Linked DNA regions of Mus musculus: region 1 is linked to region 2. The links are chromatin contacts, called in public HiChIP or PLAC-seq maps. All regions are on one chromosome and are shown on one strand. The core of a region is the stretch at or near the end of the contact, and the rest is flanking DNA. Distances in the headings are between cores, read along the strand shown. Region 1 has its middle 17 kb from the start of Bbs5. Region 2 holds the start of Klhl23 (kelch-like 23).

What was found. HiChIP or PLAC-seq counts read pairs in DNA pulled down with a chosen protein or histone mark.
Region 1: an H3K27ac HiChIP or PLAC-seq map of extraembryonic endoderm stem cells shows a contact between it and region 2, with 3 times the contacts expected there. The contact joins the enhancer-like site here to the promoter of Klhl23 in region 2. A contact is called at or near these places in 1 of 39 promoter capture datasets (neural stem cells), 1 of 484 Hi-C or Micro-C datasets (the Ba/F3 cell line), 6 of 115 datasets of contacts at active chromatin or transcription factors (bone marrow-derived macrophages, embryonic stem cells and extraembryonic endoderm stem cells) and 3 of 9 other capture datasets (adipose tissue, liver and pancreatic islet).

The regions. Positions count from the first base shown.
Region 1 is chr2:69,627,065-69,633,479 of GRCm38.p6, reverse strand. No RefSeq gene overlaps it. Among named protein-coding and RNA genes, the nearest start is that of Bbs5, 17 kb to the left of the region's middle. Within about 2 kb of position 4,094, at least 17 of the 459 cell types and tissues checked have an H3K27ac peak or open chromatin away from gene starts, as enhancers often do. A contact at or near this core is called in extraembryonic endoderm stem cells, where this site is marked.
Region 2 is chr2:69,817,866-69,824,538 of GRCm38.p6, reverse strand. Klhl23 (kelch-like 23) reads right to left here and starts at 2,169. Exons shown (of 4, transcript NM_177784.4): 1 at 1,897-2,169; 2 at 1-752. The coding sequence starts at 751.

The DNA.
Region 1 (6,415 bases), core at 2,845-5,344, 190 kb after region 2:
CTTAGCATCCCCTAACCGTTTTTTGGTCACTTCCTTGGCTACTTCTCATTTTGTCAATGTCCCAGTAAAACGGATGTGATGGACACAGTCTTTGTTATGGTTTTTGTTCTTGCTTTTCTTGATATCGAGTCTCCTGCAGCTGAGGCTCACCTTGGAGTTTGGACCCTTCTGCCTCCGCCACCCAAGTGCTGGGATTGCAGGGATGTTCGCCAATGTCCTGTTTATGTGATGCTGGGGTAGAATTCAGGGCTTTGTGTGAGCTGGGTAAGCATTGTAGAAACAGCCTTACATGAAATCTCATTACTTTAGTGTGTGGAAGGCTTGTGATTGTGTGTGGATTTTAGATTCCTGTTAATGCTGCTTAAGTCATTTGGTGGTTACACAACTCCCTTTCCATATATTTATTTTTAAAGAATCGACGCACAGTAAACATGACTATTTTTGAGAAAGAGTCTCACTATGTAACTCAGGCTGGCTTACATACCTCACATTGGCTGAGAATTTGCCATCCTTCTCAACTTCTAGGGTGCTGGAATTACAGACATGTACTAGCACACCCAGTTAACGTTGACATTTTTTTAAATGTGTGGTTGTAAAAGACACATATGTAAGTTGGATGGTGGTGGCACACACATTTAATCCCAGCACTTGGGAGGCAGAAGCAGGCAGATATCTGAATTTGAGGCCAGCCTGGTCTACAAAGTGAGTTCCAGGACAGCCAGGGCTACACAGAAAAAAACCCTGTCAAGAATCCAATAAACAAATGGACAAATAAATAAATAAAATTAATAATAAAAAGACACATAACCAGTACCACAACCAGGAGCCTCCCTGCTCCTATACCACTATAGTCAACCTCCTGTGGTCCCTGGCTCCTGGAATCATTGGTTTATTTACTGTAGAGTTTTGTCTGCTAAAAAATGTCATATGAGGTGGGTGATGTAGTTCAGTCATAGGGCATTGGCATAGGATGTGCGAAGTCTTGAATCCACCAGTCCTGGGGCCCCATGAGTCCATTATTTCTGGGTCTTATAGATTTTCCATTACATAAGCACAATTACATTGGTGCTTGTCTCCAATCTATCTTCAATCTCTTGATGTCTGGGAGGCAAGGTAGGAGGCTGAGGTAAGAGGGCTGTCAAGTTTGAGGCCAGCCTTGTGCTACATAATGAGACCCCGCACAAAAAATAATTAAAAACCCCTTGTAAGATGGTTTATGTAAAAGACCTGTAAGTTTATTCATTTGTTAAGTTTTATTAAATGTCTAGTATATGCCCTGGAGATATGGACTTGAATAAGGCCAAGCATCCTGCTACAGATCAGGATAACAATGTGGCCCCTTGGGAAATTGGGGAAAGAAGATTGCTGTGAGTTCGAGGCCAGCCCGGGCTATATAACATGGCCCTACCTCAGAACACAACATCACAATGTGCTTGGGTGTGACTCTTCAATCATTGGCCTGTTCCCCTAAACAAACTGGGTATGACCCGTATTTGTGATGTTGACGGTGATGTTCTATTTCACATGTCTTCATTTTGCGTACCAGGCTATCATGATAGAGTTTGGCACATGGTTTTCTACCCTTGCACACCAATGACTTCCAATGTGTTGGTGGAGACAGCCTGGCAGAGAACTGGTCAAGCGTGTTCTAAGTTAACACCAGTTCTCTCCTAAGTTTTAATACTAACCAACTGTTGAGGCTGCTGAGATGGCTCAGTGGTTAAGAGCACTGACCTCTCTTTTGTAGGGATCCAGGTTCAATCCCCAACTCCCCACAGAGCAGCTCACAGCTGCCTGTAACTCTAGTTCCAGGGGAATCTGAAGCCCCCTTCTGGCCTCCAGGGTTACTACATGCAAATAATGCCTGGGCATACATGCAGGCAAACCATCCTTATACACAGAATAAAAATAAATAAATCTTTAAATAAAAAAGAAAGCATTTGATCGCACTTACAGTTTCAGAGGGTTAGAGCCCATGATGGTGGAGCAAAAGTGTGGTGGCAGGGATAGCTGAGAGCTCACATCTGGATCTGCAAAAAGGCAGAGAGGACAGGAGGGATGGTACAAGCCTCAAATCCTGCCACCACAGGACACACTTCCTCCAGCAAGGCCACACCCCCTAATCCTTCCCAAACAATTCCACCAACTGAGGACCAAATTTCCAAACGTTTGAGTTGACGGAGGCCACTCTTGTTTAAACCACCATAAGGCCTCATAACGTTACCCTGGGTGGCCTGGAACTCTATGTAGGCCAGGCAGGGCTCCAACTTTTGAAAATCCTGCTTCTGCATCCTAAGTGCTGAGACCCTAGGCATGTGCCACCATGTCTGGCCTGGCACTACACCTATTTTCGGAGCTTAATGTTCACTAGGTGACAGAATCTAGAATCCCGTTTTTCCACTTTCAGAAACTCAAGCTATTTGTTTACTTTTTAATCTTTACTCACTACCAACTTAAACTTCATCCGACCGGTTCCACCAGTTTCCAGCTTCTCTCTCTTCTGTTGTCCATGTACTCTCCATTTTTAGACCTGAGCCTTCCTTCTCCCTGAACTGCACTCCCCTTCCCCCCTCTCAGTAGAGCCACTAGTGCCATGGTTCTCAACTTCCCTAATACCATGGCCCTTTGATACAATCCCTCAGGCTGTGGTGGCCCTCAACCGTAAAATTATCTGCACTGCTACTTCACAACTGTAATTGTGCTTCTGTTATGAATAATAATGTAAACATATGATATATAAAGATACCTGACATGTGACCTCCCTCCAAGGGGTCTCGACCCATAGGTTGAGAACCCCTGCTCTGGAGAGAGACTGTGATAATTTCAGTTATGACGATGGACCTTAAGACAAGGTAGAGAGAGAGAGAGAAGGATGAAGTAAAACTAAATGAAAGAGAAGAGAGTAGAGGAGGGTGGTGAATCCATATATATGTGTGTGTATGTCCATGTACGTGTGTCTGTGTATATCCACATACACAGTACCCAGCTCATACTGGCCTTGAACTTCTGATCCTCCTGAGCCGTCCTCCCTAGGGATGGATTACACATGTGCCACCATACCCAGCCATATAAGCAGCATAGTCTCGCTCACTCATGTTTCTTTCTTTCCCCCTTTCTCCTCTTCTTCCCACCCCTCTGTTTTTGGTTAAAGACTTATTTTATCTTAATTGTGTGTGTGTGTGTGTGTGTGTGTGTGTGTGTGTGTGTGTGTGTGTTTTACCTGCATGTAAATGTGTGTCCCACACGCATGCAGTGCAGACAGAGACCAGAAGGAGTCAGCTCTCCTGGAATTGGAGTTCCAGACCGGTGTGAGCTACTGTGTAGGTGGTAAGAATTGTACCCATGTTCTCTGGAAGAACAGCCAGTGCTCTTAACCTCTAAGCCGCTGTTCTGTTCTGTTTTGGAGATAGGATCTTGCTAGGGAACCCTGGCTGGTCTGGATCTCACCGTACAGCCGAGACCTGAAGCTTGAACCCAATCCTCTCCCTCAGCTTCCCAAGTGCTTTGACTTCAGGAGTTTCTGGGCTTCCAGTGGATGGAAGTAGACACAGCTGCAGCGATTGGTAGAGGTGATTGATTTTAGGACAGAAAATCGAAGTGGAATTATATTCCCCAAATATCCTATTGTGGGCTCTTTTTAGCCTTAAAATCGTGCTAAGGTTCGTGTTCAGAACAGGTAATCACTGTTAAGGGCAGAGCTCCGCCCCTCTCTCCTAATAACAGCACGATGATGATCTCTGTCTACACAATGAGAGCCGATTGATATCTTTGGATTCCAGTGATAGCAACTTCAAAAGCTTCCAGTAAGTCTTGGGGTTCAGCTACCCTCCCACGACAGATTTAACTATCACCTTACTCCAAGATAGTTTAAAACAACACAAGAATAGCAATCGGAACAATAGCAGCTGTAACCAGAGCCAGTCTCTTGCAAAATCCCGATTCCAAGGCAAAGCTGTGCCAGCGTTGAACTTCCAAGTGACTGCCTGCGCCAGCCTCGCTCGCCTCTCTCGTTTCACAACGCAGGACTCTCCCACTAAAATCAATCACTCTTTGTCCCAGCTCGTGTTCTCCTAGGTACAGGAGTTAGACTAGTCCTGGACGGTTAATTAGCCATAAATCCATCTCTGAAACACAGAGCAGTGTAGCTTTCTTTGTACAGTCCCGATGTCCGTTCTGCATCAGCGCTTTTTAGATGAATTGAGCGGTGCTAATGCAGGCGTGTTTACTGCGCACCCCTCTCCCTGTATGCCGATCCCTGGCTGTCCACGGAGGGCTTCCAATGGATCAAACTTACAGTCTCCTGGCTAGGCCATGTTTACTCCAACAATGGAAACCCATGGTCCTGTGTTGCCCCAGAATGGGCTGCTGAGGGCCACATTGACGCAGAGGCCGGAACGAGTGGCTCTTGATCCTGTACTTTCCCAGTGACAGACACGGGGGCTCAGAAAACTTTTCTTTGTTCTTTTTCTTTCTTTCTCTTTTTCTTTTTCTTTTTAAAATCTTGATTGTCATCTCAGACTCATTATGAGTTCTCAGAGGGAATGTAATGTAATGTAGAAATTCGTTATTAAAAAGGGACATCTTGCCGGGCCTGGTGGCGCACGCCTTTAATCCCAGCACTCGAGAGGCAGAGGCAGGCAGATTTCTGAGTTTGAGGCCAGCTTGGTCTACAAAGTGAGCTCCAGGACAGCTAGGGCTATACAGAGAAACCCTGTCTTGAAAAACAAAACAAAACAAAACCCCAAAAAACAAACAAACAAACAAACAAAAAAGGGACATCTTGAAGGGCCAGGCATAGTGGCACATGACTTTTTCTTTTTTACACTCCATATTTTATCTCCACCTCAACCACCCCCCCCCCACATGCCTTTAATCCCCATGTGAGGTAGAGGCAGGTAAGTTTGAGACCTGCCTAGTCTACACAGTGAGTTCCAGGACAGCCAGGGCTATGTAGACAGACCTTGTGTCAAAATCAAATCAAATCAAATCAAATCAAACAGACAAACAAACAAACAAACAAGGGCATCTCGGGTGGTGTGTGCGTGTGCACATGTGCCTGTGTGTGTGCGCGCACGTGTGTATGATGTGCATGCTCAGTTGGTAGAGAGCTTGCCTAGCATGCATGAAGCCCTGGACTCCATTCCTAGCACTGAGTAAACTACATACACTCGGTGTGATGGTTGGTGGTGCCTGTAATCCCAGCACTCCAGAGATGGAGGCAGAAGCATCAGTGTAGTCGGGGGCTGCATAGCGGGCTTCAAGTCAATTTGGACTTCTTCTGGTTCTGACTCAGCAAGTTAATAAACAAACAAGCAAAAACAAATCATTGTAGGTAAGTGACCAAAGAATGGAAGGTGGTTTTCTTGTTTACACCAGTGGGGTTTTCCCGGTTGCCTGTAGCTTTCTCTCTTGCTAGCCATGCTTTTTGAATCAAGTTAGTAGGAGAAAAATGTCCTCCCCCTCAGTGTAGAAGACCAGCAGTGAGCTCTGGCCACCGGTTCGACTCCCACACACAGAATCCGACAGAGAAGCCTGCTCATGGTCAGGTGTGGTGGGGAGACAGAGACAGGCAGATCTCTGAGTTTCAAGGCCAGCCTGCTCTACAGAGTGAGTTTCAGGACACCCAGAGCTGTACAGAGAGAGCCTGTCTCAAAAAAACGTAAATAAGCAAACAGATGAAATAAATCAAAGGAGGGGAGAAGGCCAATCTTTTTCTTTGTCAGCGTCAGAAATTTTGTGTACCTGCCTCTCTGCCATCTAAAACAGGGAGTAATTTGGTCAGTTGATAACCACTGCTTGGTTGCATTGTCAGAGAAAAGTACGAGGTAAACATATTTGCAGCAACAGGCAAAGCATAGTGAGAGTTGGAGAGATGGCTAGGAGTGCTCAGTGCTTTATCAGAGAACCATGGTTCAGTTCCCAGCACCCACACAGATGCTCTCAACTGCTCTAATTCCAGCTCCGAGGAATTTTGATGCCCCCTGCTGGCATCTATCGACACTGCATGAATGAAGAAATACATACATACCAGCAAGACACTCATACCTGTAAAAGAAAAATAAATAAAATTAGAAGAAGAAGAAGAAGAAGAAGAAGAAGAAGAAGAGGAGGAGGAGGAAGAGGAGGAGGAGGAGGAGGAGGAGAAAAGAGAAAAAAGAAAAAAGAAAAAAAGAAAAAAGAAAAAAGAAAAAAGGAAGCCGGGTGTGGTGGTACACACCTTTAATCCCAGCACTTGGGAGGCAGAGGCAGGCGGATTTCTGAGTTCGAGGCCAGCCTGGTCTACAAAGTGAGCTCCAGGACAGCCAGGGCTATACAGAGAAACCCTGTCTTGAAAAACAAACAAACAAACAAACAAACAAACAAACAACGAAAAAAGGAAGCATATGAGCATTAACGAACTTGAAAGAAAATTCTG
Region 2 (6,673 bases), core at 920-3,419:
TATTTTCAGTTAGCAGGCAGCTTCTTTGAAGGCCTAGAGCCGTCTTTAAGTACACTGGGTCTATGTCTATGTTGATATAGCTTAGCAGGTTGTAGATGCATTCGATTCGATTCTCTACATCGTGAGCAGTCCACTTAATGACCGGCTCTAAGATAGCCTCTTCCTTCCAGACACTCAGATTCTTTCTGGACAAGATAAAGAGAAACTTTTCAAGGCTGATTTCCAGAAATTCTTCTTGCTGCCAAACTTCCTTAAACCTGGAGCAGAGGATCCTGCGGGATTCCTTCTCTAGTTCTGAGCACACATGGAATTCTGCAAAAGAGTGCATCCCGATACAGTTATCAATGTCCAGGTGCCTGACCAGAAACTGCTCACACGCCTTCTTTACAGAAAGAAACTGCAGCAGATCCGCTGCTTCAAGAAGGCTCTGTACATTTCTCTTAGTAATTTCAATTTGAGAAGTATATGCATAATTTACAAGGCCTTCCAAAATATCATGGTGGATGCCCGACAGTTTTATTTTACTTTTAAATTTTTCTTTCATGTCAGCTGTGAACATTGCCTTAAAATAATTGCTGCAGGCAGCTAAAACAGCTCGGTGACAATGGAAGATTATGCCTGAAGGACACTGAAGGGTAATATCAGTAAATAGTCCATCCATGTAAAACGTTCTGAATGCATCCAGAAAATCCACTGGATGCGACGAATCCTTGAAATGAAAAATGTAATCTTCTTGTCCTTTTAGAGCCATGCTGCAAAAAATACAAACACGTTTTCAGCTTTGTGTATTAACTCTAATAATTAATGTTAAAAATTCCGATCACCAGACATGGATGGCATCAGGCATATTCCAAAACTAGACTAAAATCAGATGCCCAAACACCATATGCAAAATGCGCTGAACTATTTATACGATGGTCTATTTAAAATCAGATTAACTAAATGAGGATTTTTTTTTTCCAGTTATCCATTTGTTGAGAGATCCTAGCTTACTACCCCCAGCCACCCAGTATCTGCACTGTCCCAGTCTGGCAGTTCCTGAGAGTCCCCAGGCCAAGTGTCCGAGGGGGTCACCCCGCCGCAGCCCGGCCCCAATTCGCCGTTGTTGGTTCTCCCCCTCCCCCCTCGATTTCAATTCACACTGAGATGCCACCAAGATGGAGAGAATCTCAGAAAAGGGATCCCTGCGCTCTGCAGCTTGCTGACAGCACAAGAGCGGCCGGGCCCGAGCTAGCTTCTGCAGCCCGCGCTAGCGCCTGGGCCCGGCCGGCGTTCCCGCCGGGAGAGCGCCCCGCCCCGGGGCCCGGCGCGGGGGTTCGGCTCCCGGGCGTCGCGCGCCGCCGTTGGCCGATGCCCGCGGCCTCTGCCCGGCCGGGTGCGCAGGTGTGGACGGCCCCGCGGCACCCACGCGCCCGCCCTCGCCACTGGGCCCGCACCGCACGGCCATTGTCTGCGCCCCGGCGCGCGTGGGCTGGGGGTGGCGGGGCCTCGTCTCCCGCGCTGCCCGTTCGCCTCTCTGGCCGGCCCCGGGCCGCCGGGCTCCGACCTACCTCGCTGGCGGCGCGGAACGCAGACTCCGGACTAGCGGCCGGCGGGGGCGGGGGCGGGGGCGCCTCCCGACCCTCTGACCATCTTTGGTAGCGCGCGGCGGGGCGCGGCGGAGGCCGCCTGCTAGCGCAGCTCCAGCCCACGAGCCGCTCCGGCTTCGGTGGCCCGCGGCTTCCCGCCTCCGCCCGCAGCCCCCCGCAGCCCGGGCGCCGCAGCGTGGGCTCCCGCAGCAGGTGGGCCGCGTCCACGGTCAGCCCCGCTCCTCTCGCGCGCGCACGCCCATCGCACTGCCTGCTAGGAGAAAGCCGGAGTCCCCAGCCAACGCCGGAGGGGAGTGTGTACCCTTACCTTCTCTGTCCTCTTGCCGGCCCTGGCCCTTGGCGTGCGGGGAGAGAGAAAGTGCCGAGAGAAGAAGGCGAAACTACGGTCTTCTATTAGGGCTGCCTTCAAATGCCACAAGTAGCTGCTTTCCCATAAACTCCATGCTGCCTCCAGCAGAGCGCGCAGGAAGGAGCTTTGGGGCTGCTTAAGCACACTAGGAGTTAACCTGGAAGCTTCCAGGGAAAGTGGGGGTAGCCTAGGTCAAGGCTGAATCCAGGCACCTAAGATTCTCGAGTTACTGTTGTAGAACACAAGCAGCTAAAAGGGGCAAGCTCCAGCCTTCTGGTGATGTCCATTGTGCCACACCAGAAAGTCCACTTTCTTATTGCAACAAAAGCTAGTATCAAATGTTTTTAGCCGCAAGATTTTGAATAACTTCCGAGCACCTCATAAAGTCCGGGAAAAGGTAATTAGGTTTGAAAGATGGTCCATGGCTGTCAGGGAGCTTACTGGAAGGAGGTCGCGGCAAACCAGGACCGGAGAGCTAAGGTTGTTCTTAAAGTAGTGTTGAAAAGAAAAGAGTAAGTAGACAGATACGTAATGGCCATACCTTACATGATGGGAGAACGCTGAAACTCCTAAGCGCCGAAAGCCAAGCCACAACCTGTGTTGAAATTGCACCAGAACAACCAGGAAGCCAACTTGGGTTTCTACCCCCACTTCCTCTTCAGGACCAACCAGGGAAGTATAAATATGCCAAAAAACGATCACTCTGTTTGTAGCCCACCCCCGGCTTTCCCAGCCAATAGCCTCCAATCAGATATCTGGGGTAGCAGAGGTGGAGGCTACTACTCTCCCCTCCCCCTTGCTTTTTCCTCTTCTTTTTCTTCTATTTTTATCCACGCTTCTCATGTCCCTGCTTTGAGCCTCTGGGAAGGACGAGTGATGGTGATTGGCCTTCTTGCCAAGCAAGCTCTGAACAAGTAACATGCTTGTTCTTCTTTGAGTGGGTTTAATTTAATTCCACATCTTAGTGTTGATCCCGGGGGAGTGTTGTGTAGAACTTCACAACCCTCACCCCAGATTTCAGAAATCTTCATTCTGTCCAAGAGCACCAAGTGATTCTTAGAAAACAACCTAAAACAAACAAACAACCAACAAAAACAAAACAAACAAAAACATGATATGGTTTATATCTTAGAGTCTGGTCAACAATTTAATACCACAGCAAGAAAGCAAAAGAGTCTTCGATTGGGGGGCTAAAGTTTACTCTGCCACTTGCCACTTAACATACAGCCTAGAGCAAACTACTAGACACACACGCGTGCGCACACACACACACACACACACACACACAAGCACACACACACAGAAATAATTTTTAAAATGTATTGTGTGCATGTGTGTGTGATCGAAATCGCGCTTGCAACATGTGTGTCTGTAATGTGTGAAGAGCCTGCAGAGACCAGAAGAGCGATACCATTGGATCCCCTAGAACCAGAGTCACAATGACTGTAAGCTGCTATGTAAATTCTGGGGCCCAAATCCTGGTCCTTTGCAATTGCAACAAGTGCTCTGAGCCTCTGAACCACCTCTCCAACATACAGAAAGAAGTCGTAAGAAAATATATATTGTAGGCTCTATACTAACTTATAGAATCTCAAAAATATGATCAATATATGCATAATATATATGTATATGGGGTAGAAACATACGTATAACAGTATATGATCAATGACTCTTGATAGAGAGGTTCACTGTATTGTCATTTGTGCAGACTTTTTTCAGATTATTATAGGAACCAATTAGAACTTTTGCTTCCAAGCTGTTGGTGCTGTCACAATCCTCTAATCTTAGCAGAGTAGGCTGAGGCAGGAAGATCCCGAGTTTGAGACTGCCCCACTGAAAATGGTAAGGCCCTGTCGCAAAACAAAATATTTGCTTATAGTGATTCCTAGTTCTGCTTAAAAACATGTTTCCTGAGGCTAGGGATAAAGACCAATGGCTAAGGTGCTTACCTCACAAACATGAGGACATGAGTTGAGCTCCCACAATGCACATAAAAAGCAGGGTGACATGTGCTTGTAATCCCACACTCAGAATGCAGAAAAAAAAATGGATCCCCAGGGCTTACTGACAAGCCAGTCTGACCCAGTCCATCAGCTATAGCCCCAGGGAGAGACACTGGTTCAAAACCAGGATAGGCAGTTCCTAAGGAGCAGCAACAGAGGCTGGCCTCTGGCCTCTATGCACAAGCACACCATGTGTTAGTCAGCCTCCCCTTGCCAAGGCAAGCACAGACCCTGGGGCACACTGCAAGGGTAGTTGTTTTTCACCCAGTGCCTTATCAAAGAGACCTCAGGTTCATTTTCCAGCAGGGAAAAAAAAGCCACACCAAACAAAACCCAAAGAGATCACTGCAAAAGTGAGTGGATCTGACACTTTCCAGACTCACGAGATGAACACATAAAACAAATAATGACAGAAAACAGACCAGCCAGGATTCCAAGCCTTAATAGAATAAAGGACCAACCAGAGATGAGACTCGATGATTCTGAGCTTGGCGTAGAGTAGACAGTGTCACCTTTCGAAGGAATCCTGGTTCCTAAACATAATTATTTTTATCTCATTAATACATTACTAAGTATAGCCTTGCCATTAGATGCTAGATATGCTAATTGTGGTATCCTAATCAGCATGAGTAGGTGGTAGGTAAAGAAAGACATTTTTATATACTTCATTTACATACTGGGATTGAAAAGGTTGTTACTGATTAAAGTCATAGGTATAATTTTATAAGACTGTTGCATACAGATATATAAATATATAAATAAATATATCATATATAAATATATATATGTATATATATAAATATAAAGCTCAAGTTACTCAATGAAAGTTGAAAGTGCACACTGTAAGCAGAAGTTATACAGTCCAAAGAGGTGTATTTGGCTGTCTGCTGGAGCTGACATGTCTTGGTAAACACTCCTCTGGTCTCCTTCCAATAATAAAAGTGAGCTGGGCAGTGGTGGCGCATGCCTTTAATCCAAGCACTCGGGAGGCAGAGGCAGGCAGATAGCCAGGGCTACACAGAAAAACCCTGTCTCAAAAAATAACAAACAAACAAAAAAAAAAAAAGAAAAGAAAAGAAAAGAAAAGCGAGTGGGGTAGTGGTGGTGCACGCCTTTAATCCCAGCACCCAGGTTGCAGAAGCAGGTGGATCTCTGGGATCAAGGCCAGCCTGGTCTACAGAGTGAGTTCCAGGACAGCCAGGACTACACAGAGAAACCCTGTCCAAAAAAAAAAAAAAAAAAAGGAAAAAAGGAAGTGACTATTATGGGGTTGGAGAGACAGCTTAATAAGTAGCAAAGTGCTTGTGGCACAAGCATTATGATGTGAGTTCAGATCATTAGTATTAAAAACCAGGCACAGCTATGTGCAGTGGCAAACACTTCTAATTCCAGCAATTGGTGGGGGTTTGGTGGGGCAGATGGATCTCAGTGAGTTTGAGGCCAGCCTGGTCTACATCAGGCAGCAGGGCTATGTAAAGAGACGCTGTCTCAACAAAACAAAACAGAAACAAACAAACAAACAGCAACAAAAATGGGCACAATGCTAGCACTGCAGAGGCAAAGACAACCTAGCCAACTGGGGACTCTGGTCCACGGAGGCCTTGTTTCAGAAAAAGGGTGGTGAGCAATTAAGGAAAGCACCTGACAGGTGCAGCCCACACAGGTGCAGGACAGGCACACACATTCCTACACGTGTGTACCCGCCCCCACATGCAGAGTGAACATTCTGATTACACATATCTTTACAAGTCAGATGGTGTGGTGTTTGCTTTTTAACTGTCAACTTTTCATAACCCAGAACTCCTTGGGAAGAAAGGTGTTTTGTTTTTGTTTTGTTTGCTTCTTTGAATGTTTGTGGCAGCATCTCACCAGACAGAGATCCGCCTGCCTCTGCTGGGATTAAAGGCATGAACAAGCCTCTATGCCTCGCTCATCTAAGTATTTTTATTTAGACTAATAGTGTGATGGTGCACTACTTGGTATCATACAGTACACACATGGACATCAGTCCTCTTCAGTCAAATTTAAAATTCTCAGAAGGGGCTGGAAAGAGGGCTCAGCAGTTAAGAGCACTGCCTGCTCTTCCCGAGGACCTGGGTTCAGTTCCTAGAAACCACATGGTAGTTCGCAATCATCCATAACTCCATTTTCAGGAAATATGATGCCCATTTCTGAACTCTCCAGGTACCAGCGAACATATGGTGCACGTACATACCCATGCAGGCAAAAAGACTGAAGGACATTAATTTTTGCAAGACATTCTGACATACCTCCATGCATTCATTGGCTATTGTTTGGTATATACCCAAGATGCATTTGGTAAATGGCACTGCAATAGAATTTTATCTGGATTTAAACATCCAAGGAGCTGTCAGTAGTTTTCTCTGTGAATATACCATCGTATTAAATTCTCCAGTAATCCCAACACTGAGGCAGGAGAATCTTGAGCTCCAGGTCAGCCTGGACTACAAAGTAAGATCCTGTCTTAACATGTTTTAAATGTTTGGAGTTGGGGAGATGGCTCGGTAGCACTCATGTAAAACCCTCTCAAGTTTGAAGAGTTCTATAATGCTAGCCTTGGATTTGGAAGACAGGCAGATCCCACTGGCTCATTGGCCAGCAAGCCTAGCCCAAACAGCAAACTTTCAGCTCACTGAGAGACTGTCTCAAGGCTGTAAGGCAGACCGCAGTGGAGCAGAACACCCACACCCTGCTCTGACTTTTGCACGAGT